Regions from separate parts of the Mus musculus genome. Here region 1 is linked to region 2. Evidence: chromatin contacts called from public HiChIP or PLAC-seq data. All regions are on one chromosome and are shown on one strand. Each heading gives the region's core, a stretch centred on a gene start, on an enhancer-like site or on the middle of the called end of the contact. The rest is flanking DNA. Distances are from core to core; before and after follow the strand shown. Region 1 overlaps Ap3b1 (adaptor-related protein complex 3, beta 1 subunit). Region 2 holds the start of Arsb (arylsulfatase B).

Region 1 (4,395 bases), core at 1,649-4,148, 600 kb before region 2:
GCCATACAGACAGGACGATACACTGGAGAGCCAAGAGCGAAAACAGCACATGATGCACAGAGCCTGAGACTAGCATAGTTAGTTCAGTGATGGGCTGACGGACTCACCAAGCCTAAGAACCCAGAATCTGACTAAACTGCGAGGTGGAACAGGAGGGCAGTGACAGAAACTAAATGGTGAAGGGATCTGAGAGGAAGAGAAGTGCAGAGACCATCTATAGCTGAGCCCAATTCCAGAGTCACCGAGTAGACACTTTAAATAATATGGTCACAAATCACAAGAAAAGATGGACAAGACAGATAATACACACAAGTACTGTAAGACGAAGTTTTTGCTTTAATCCCCACATGTGGGGAGACGGGGCCACTTCTACTTTGCAGCAGCTATGGTTCTGTGCTCTGGCTGAGGCGTGGGTTTGCCAGCTGCAGACAGTTTCTGCGACTGTGTGATGTCTGAAATCCTGGGAACCTTTCAGAGGGTGCAGTAATGCTAGGGCCCCAACAGCCGGGGTGCTGATTGCTGGCTGATGGAGGTAGGGGGTGACTGCAGTTTGCTGCTCCAAGAACAAGAAGAAAGAAATTAGATTCAGAGGTTTCCAGCTCTCCCTCCTCCCTACCCTTCTCTCTCTCTCCTATCGGTGCTAAGGGCTGAAAGCTGGGGGAGGGGAGATAAAGGGTGGGAGAAAGAAGAATCCACCAAAGTGGCTAAGACTGGCTATAATATTCAGAACTGAAAATACAGAATTCGGATTGGAAGCACTCTGGTCAGGCTTAACACCAGACGGAACTGAAGGCCAGTCCAGAGGAAACATGCAAATTAGAGCTCAGACAGAGACAAGGATGGGAAACAGCATGGATGTATTCTATGCTATCCAAACATCTAATGCAGCTCTAATTAGAACCAAAAGCAAGGTTAGAAGTCAAAGTACAAAAATAACTGAAGAAGTTCTCCCAAACTCAGAAAGACCTAAAGTCACATACTTTAAAAATCTTAGGAAATAGGAAAGACAAAGTTATGCTAAGTGCATCAGTCAAATGATAGAACAAGCCAGGCAGTGGTGGCGCACGCCTTTAATCCCAGCACTCAGGAGGCAGAGGCAGATGGATTTCTGAGTTCAAGGCCAGTCTAGTCTACAAAGTGAGCTCTAGGACAACCAGGGCTATACAGAGAAACCCTGTCTCGAAAAACCAAAAAAAAAGATAGAACAATGAGAAACCATCCTTAAAGACACCACAATGAAACACACTGCCTTAAGACACATCTGCAAACCTCCCTATACAGGGGCAAGTAATAAAGTCTAGGCTTTAATAGCCACACCATCCCTGGTCTAACTATTCATCTCTACTGCAGCATGAAACAGACAGAGAATGCATGATGGGGCACAGCTATGTCCCAATAATACTTATATAGATGGGCAGGCAGGTCTTCCATGACGCTGATGCTGACTTCAGAAGGCAGAAGACAATGGAATGAGTTTTTAAAAGAGCTAGATTAGAAAAAAATGGGAACATAAATTCTAGAACTACTAAAATACTATATATTTAGTTCAAGGATGGCCAGCGTTTGACACTGATGTGAAAGCAAGCAGGCTTTACTGCTAGTCATCGGGACTTGGTGCCATCATCTACAAGGTACCTCAGCAAAACCCACCACGAGTTGATGTTCAATGCACTTTGACTTTACAAGAGTACCTCGAAAAACGTTTCCTTTTTTAAAATATTTATTTATTTATTTATTTATTTATTTATTTATTTATTTATTTAATGTACGTACACTGTAGCTGTCCTCAGACACTCCGGAAGAGGGCATCAGATTTCGTTACACATGGTTGTGAGCCATCATGTGGTTGCTGGGATTTGAACTCGGGACCTTCAGAAGAGCAGTCGGCACTCAACCACTGAGCCATCTCTCCAGCCCTAAAAACGTTTCCTTTAAGAAGATAAACTCACACCCGGTGTGTGCAAAAATATATACTGCAGAACTGCTTATAGGTGACAAAAGTGAAACCGATCAGATCCTTCCAGAGCAGAGTGACTAGCCAACCTCAAGGCACACAGTATTGTGGCTAGAGACTGGACTTGTTTCATATACTAATGTGGACAGATCTCCAAAATATATTAAGTAAAAAGGAAGACGCAGAAAGAATGGTGTGTCTGTCTGTATAAGATCCTTTGATGGTTTATGAAAAGATACTTAAGAACTTGTTCATTCTGGTTGACTGTGACAGTATACAAATGGAGGTCTACATCATGTGTTTATAACATGTAACTAAGTCCCAGCGTTTTCCATAACTTAACGCCTTATTCTGCTGTCACATTCGGAGAGACAAAGTCTGGATGAAGTGCAGGTAGCTGCTATTGTTCCCGAGTAACCAATAAGGAAGCCAGCACAGAAAACAAACTGTGGACATGTCTGACCTTGCTCAGCTTTCATTAGCACGCCATCACAGGGCTGGGATTGGTAAAGCACAGAATTAAACAAAATTTATTTTCAAATCCAATACTGTAAAGAACCACACAAGTCGTATAAACTCTGTAATTAACAATGTTACATGACTTCCTTGCTAATCACATTCTACCACGATAAAAAAACATTGCTTTTTTTTTTTCTTTTAAGCTCTAAAATTTATACAAAGAAAGCTGATTGCTGGAACCATAGTAAACACTGATGGTGATTATTCTCAGTGGCAGTCTGCAATGTGTGTGATGTACCCCTTTGTAAGTCAAAGTGCATTTTATTTTCACTGATTGTACTTGGGCTGTATTTGGTTAGCATTAGCTCATGCAGCTTCATCAGCTCAAAATTAATTAGTATTACAGAATGGTGTATCCCATCCAAACAATTCATCTTTGTTGGCTCCTGCGCCTCGCTGCTACTGGCATGCCACCATGATAGCGGGCATGATGCCACAGTAACAGATGGGCATCAACACACACATGCCAAGCAGTCAGTTGGTGCATCAAGGCTGGGTATTAGTATTCACTCTTCCTCCAAGAAATTCATAAACTACATGAGGGCAAATCTAAGTTTCTACAACTGTGTTAGTGAGATATGCCAACTCAAAGCTAGATTAATTTTAAAACTCTTTTTTTAAAAGCAAACATGTTTCCAGGGCCACAGAAGGTAAGTTTCCCATCTGATGAGTTGGATCAGCCTTCTGTGGAGGGAGCTGGGGAGACCAATATGCAATCTCTACTTGCAATAAGCTCGTCTCTGAAGCACTTGGGAAGGTCTGCTTCTAAAACGAAGCTTTTAAAAGGTCACTGGTGGTGCCGTCAAGCTGGACAAGTTCTATGGCACTGCACCACTACTGAACTCTACCCTTAGGAGGGGTTGGCTCCAAGATCTGGGGCAGGAACAGACAACACAAAGCTGGGAGTGGTGTGGTCCGTGCCTGCAGTTCCAGCAGTCCTCCTGGAGGTAGAAGCATCAGACTCAGGCACCCAGGGCAGCCTGAGCCTGTCTCAAAGGAAAGGAGGGTAGGAGTACAAAATGACAAAACCAGTGGTTTTGGTTTTCTTTTTGTTACAGGTTTTTTAAGTCATGTGGTCCCTCCAAGTTCCTGATGAAGGTTTCAAATAGAGATCTTAATAAAAGACCCCAGCCCTACTTGACAGGAACATATTTTGCTTGTTTGTTTGTTTATTTATTTATTTAGGGTTTTGTTGTTGTTGGGGTTTTTTTTTATTTTGTTTTGTATTTGAGGCAAGATTTCTCTGTGTATCCTTGGCTGTACTGAAATTTACTCTTTAAACTAGACTGGAACTCACAAAGATCTGCCTGCGCCTATTCCCCTGTGTGTGCCACCACAGCTTGGTGACAAGAATCTAATATATTTAGATTATCTATTTAGATTATCTATCTTATCTATTAGTGTAAATCACTGACATTTATGTGATCAACTTTTCTGTGTACTGAAAATGGATACTTGCCTCTAATTGTCTTTTTTAATTTAAATTTTCCTTATTATTAGTGTCTTGGGGTGGGGCATGCCATGGTGCAAGTATGTAAGTAAGAGGACAACTCTGAGGTCTTCTCTCCTTTGTAAGGGTTATGGATAATTGAATTCAGTTGTCAGTTTCGCAAACATGGGTGGTAAATGTCATTAGGCACTCACCCATCTTGGGGCCCTGTAACTGTCCCTTTACATGGGATAAGAAGTGAGCCACAGAGGCAGAGACTTCAAATGGGGATCAGGGCAGGATAAAGCACATCTGGCCGAGTGGAGGGGCACCGCCTTCAACAGTGGGTGGGCTCGTTTGGATCAAAACGAAGGAGCACGTGAAAGCAGAGGTTCGAGGGATGCTCATGACAGTGTGAAGGATGACAGTGGGCTTTCCAGTCCATCCTAAAAACAGGGGTTATACAACTGAGTGCTACAGTGATGTCTTGGGG
Region 2 (4,269 bases), core at 154-2,653:
ATAGCCGTGTGACTCCCCCGCTGACATCCAATTTAGGCAAGCTATCTCCTCGCCTGTAAAGGGCGTTCAAGATAACTACCTCATAAAGTGGTTTTTAAAAACGTTTCAGTACAATAAAAACACTACAAGATACGTTCTTACTGTTCCCAGTCATTTAACATACACATACTCTGTGGGGGACATACTCTCTAAAGGGGCAGTGAAGAGACTCATGTGGGCTGGATTCACCCTCAAAGGTAGAAGAAATATCAGCACCCTTATTTTCATTGTAGGGGTACGGAGAACCTGGAAATGACTTCCATTGTTAGCCATGCACAGCGGAGGATCTGAGCGTGGGTGCTGGAATTTCCACGTTGTTGACATATGCATAGTTATAGGCAAGGGGGTAACTTAGTAAAGGAAAGATATAGGAGCCTGGGGTGCACCTTATCTCACCTGTGGCCTGACTCCCAGGTACAACAGGGGCTGAGAGAAAGCTTAAGATCTTTCACATACCCCACCCCCACGCTCATTCACTGAAGGCTTTTCGGGTGATGCGTCCCTTGTCAACAATCCCAAGTCTTTTTAGTGTTTCTAAATTAATCTCTGAAACTCCCATCTACATGGCTTCCTATCCTCCTGGCTCAAGTAGGTCACTCCTGATCTATGACACACCGCGTCAGTCACTAGGGTCCGTCCCAGTGCAGCCTCTCACTTTAATGGCCCTCTGGAGCTCCTTGGGCCTCCCTTTTCTTCTCCATCCTTTCTCCTCAGGACCTCGTCTATCCTTCTCTTTGGGGGTTCACAGACACAGCACCTCGAGATCCCAGAAACCCCGCTCTCCTCTGACCTAGAGAAAACGAAAGCCACTCCTGCCTTCGGCCACCAGGAGGAAGTCAGGCATGCGCAGTGGCCCTAGGCAGCAGCCTGGGGAAGCCAGGGTTGTCGAGCGCGGTCCGACTGAGCTGGCGGGCTCGCGGGGTCACGCGGGGCTGGAGGCCGCCTAGTACCTGATAGCGGCCGGTGAGCAGCTGGCTCCGCGAGGGCGTGCACAGCGGCTGCACGTAGTAGTTGTCCAGGACCACGCCGCCGGCCGCCAGCGCATCCAGGTGCGGCGTGCGGATGACCGAGCCGTGAAAACCCAAGTCGTTCCAGCCCAGGTCGTCCGCCAGCACGAAGACCACATGCGGAGGCTGGGTAGCTCCGGAGGCCCGGGCCGGCGACAGCAGCAGCAGCAGCAGCTGCAGCAGCAGCAGCAAGAGTGGCAGCTGCGGCCCGGGACCTCCAGGCCGGCTCCTGCCAGTGCACGGGCTAAGCTTGCCCATCCTTAGCAGCCTGCAGAGCCCGTGCTGCGGGCACCCCCGACAGAATCGGGAACTGAGCGGCCGGGCTCCCCAGCAAGATTTCATCCACCTGGGCGGGCCGCGGGCTGGGGAGGGCCGGCGTCCACGGCCTCCGCCTCCCGCGGGGGCCGGGGGAGGAGCCGCACAGAGCGCGCGGGCGAACTCAGCCGGTCCTTCCAAGGCCCAGAGGCCCGTTCTTTATTTTAGCCATGAACTCGAGAGCCACAAGTTCCAAAGCTGTTTCACAACCTTTATCTGATTAAATCTAGCCGCAAACTTGACAGCTAAGCACTATAGTTAGCGCTCCTTTTATCCCCAGAAGAAACCCTGTAATGGTTTGGACCATTACAGATGAGAGAAGAGAGGTGGTGCAGATGGTGTTTCAGATTCCTTTGTGCAGTGTGTACCCATGAAGCCACTTCCTTCCCATCATCAGTGGGCCAAACACATTCATTCTGTCTGCCCAGAATCTAAAATGAAATGGTGAAGTTTCATTTCAAGACATTCGGGGTATGCCCACCTAAGACTGTCTACTTGCTTACTCAATGTCTAGAGATGAGTGATAACTGTTAGGTGGAGAGAGAAAAAATGTGCGCTGCCTGAAGGACACACCCTCTCTGGCTGAGGCCGAGTCCGTGGGAGTTACTTTACAGCTTTAGAAGCTCTGGATGAATGATACCCTTGAAAAGTAATTATTGCTGATGTACTCAACTGACTTCCATGCGGTTGGCTGATGGGCGTTTGTGGTATTGTTCCTTATAACCAATTTTAATTTCTTATCGGTTTCTCACTAATAAATTAGATGAAATCACATGATGTATTCATTTCTGCATTTGTGATTTGTGTGAGAGTAAAAAAATTCTTTTGTGTGTGTGTGTGGTTTTTTTTTTTTTTTTTTTTTGAGACAGGGTTTCTCTGTGTAGCCCTGGCTGTCCTGGAACTCACTTTGTAAACCAGGCTAGCCTTGAACCCAGAAATCCGCCTGCCTCTGCCTCCCGAGTGCTGGGACTAAAGGTGTGTGCCACCACGCCCGGCCAAAATTTTCCTTTTTAAAAAAAGATTATCCTTGAATATATGTTTCCCTCTTAACATACATAAGAGTTTTCTTTGAAGTAGATAACTACTACTTATCCTTAGTAAAATATAGCCAGAAAGTTTTAAATTTTGGCATTTTTAAACCCAAAAACAATATCTTAGAAGAGTTGTTTGTTCGCTTTTGTGTTGGGGATAGTGTGGTCTCTGCATATTCTTCTACTCCATAATTGTTTTCTATAGTCCTCTCCTTTTTGTTTTTAAGCAGGTGCTTACTATGTACCCCAGGATAGCTCCTCCAGCTCTCTGTCCTCCTGCCTCTTCATCTCCCACTGACAGAACTGGGATTACAGTCCCAGGCCAAGGTCCAGGTTTTCCCTGCCCTTGATAAGCATCAAACAGCCTCCAGTAATACTGCTCCTGGAACTAAGCACCCACCAAAATCCCCGTGCCCTGCATTTCAACTGAGCATGTCAGCTGGGGGTGCCCTGGCAATGTGCAGGTGGGAAAAGTCTGATTTTCATCTGTATACTGAAGACCTATGGCATGCATACTGTGCGTGGTTCTTTTAAAAATCTCTCTACTGGTGTTCCTTTGGTGTTTCCTTTGGATTTCACTCAGGCAACAGCTTCGTACAAGAGTACAGGAAGGTGATGTGGGGTGATGCCTGGTACCTCAGACAGAGAGGAACAGTGTTGGTTTGCTCTTTTGTGGGACCCCTGTGTTACTGGCATCAGGTCTCCACTGCAGAGTTACCATCTCCCCCTTGTAATTACTAAGTAGTACTCAAACTTTTGCTTATTGGCTTTCATTTCTTGTGTGAATAGATTATAATTAGGATGGCTACCAATAGTGACCTTTTAGCGTCCTTTCTATGAGTTTCTGAGTTTCTTATGTATTTAGTTCATTGTGAACTCTTGGATTCTTGCTTTGATCAATATGCCATAATCCTTTAACATAATTGCACCCCCCCCAACACACATACACACACACACACACACACACACACACACACACACACACACACACACACACTTGAACAGGCTGAGTGACACTGCTTTATTAGAACACGGAGGGGCCCTACCTTTTCAAAGGGATGGAGACTGAGTGCATTTACCAGGGCTAGGAGACACACATGTACACACACATGCACACGTACTTGCACACGTACATGCACAGTGCAACCAGGAAGTTATAGCTAATTGGTTTAGTTTGATTGGGAGCAAGTGGGTTGTTCTCAGCATCTGGGCATACCGTTTCTCTCGGTGGCTCTGAAATGGTCGGGTAGAGCTAAGTCACTCTTTATGGCTTGGGGCTTTTGCCCGGTACAGCCTGGCCCAATGTCTCATGACACCAATATATCCCAACCCTAGAAGGGAAAAAAGAAAAAGAGGGAGACATCATGGTTTTAGGGAGGCTGCTTCTGGCTGAACTCAACATTGGCAGGGGCAGGTTGAGGGAGCTTCCAGATGGGATAAGACCTGGTAGTTTTCTGCTGTGAAGAATTCAGTGACCTTCCAGGATGTGAAAGTTGTAAGTCTTTGTTGGAAAGGCTTAGTGAGACGGCTGAAAGGCAGGGACCAAGGAGTAGGGTTAACATGATCATAAGGATTTAGGGTTAACATGATCATAAGGATTTATTGTTAACATGATCATAAGGATTTAGGGTTAACATGATCGTGCTGATTGGGCCTGCCAAGGGGTCAATCCACAGCTCCCAAGCAGTCAGGTATACTTCCAGAAGGTATTGTCTGCCCTTTCTCAGTTGTTGATTCTTTCTAATAACTGTTTAGCAGTTATTCCCCTAGGAAGGCCCCCATGCCTCCCATTCCAGTGGCCACCAAGTCTAGTCACCTGTGGTTTTGGAGGACCCCTGCAGGCAAGGGATCTCTTTGGTTTTGTAGGGTGACTATTC

What was found. HiChIP or PLAC-seq counts read pairs in DNA pulled down with a chosen protein or histone mark.
Region 1: an H3K4me3 HiChIP or PLAC-seq map of forebrain shows a contact between it and region 2, with 4 times the contacts expected there. The contact joins the enhancer-like site here to the promoter of Arsb in region 2. A contact is called at or near these places in 12 of 39 promoter capture datasets (the 3T3-L1 cell line, cranial neural crest, frontonasal cranial neural crest and 7 more), 2 of 484 Hi-C or Micro-C datasets (the N1E-115 cell line and bone marrow-derived macrophages) and 4 of 115 datasets of contacts at active chromatin or transcription factors (the NIH/3T3 cell line, bone marrow-derived macrophages, forebrain and 1 more).

Annotation. Positions count from the first base shown.
Region 1 is chr13:94,374,669-94,379,063 of GRCm38.p6, reverse strand. The region is part of intron 1 of Ap3b1 (adaptor-related protein complex 3, beta 1 subunit); the gene reads right to left. Among named protein-coding and RNA genes, the nearest start is that of Ap3b1, 18 kb to the right of the region's middle. Within about 2 kb of position 2,898, at least 36 of the 459 cell types and tissues checked have an H3K27ac peak or open chromatin away from gene starts, as enhancers often do. A contact at or near this core is called in forebrain, where this site is marked.
Region 2 is chr13:93,768,813-93,773,081 of GRCm38.p6, reverse strand. It overlaps Arsb (arylsulfatase B), which reads right to left and starts at 1,403. Exons shown (of 8, transcript NM_009712.3): 1 at 990-1,403. The coding sequence starts at 1,304.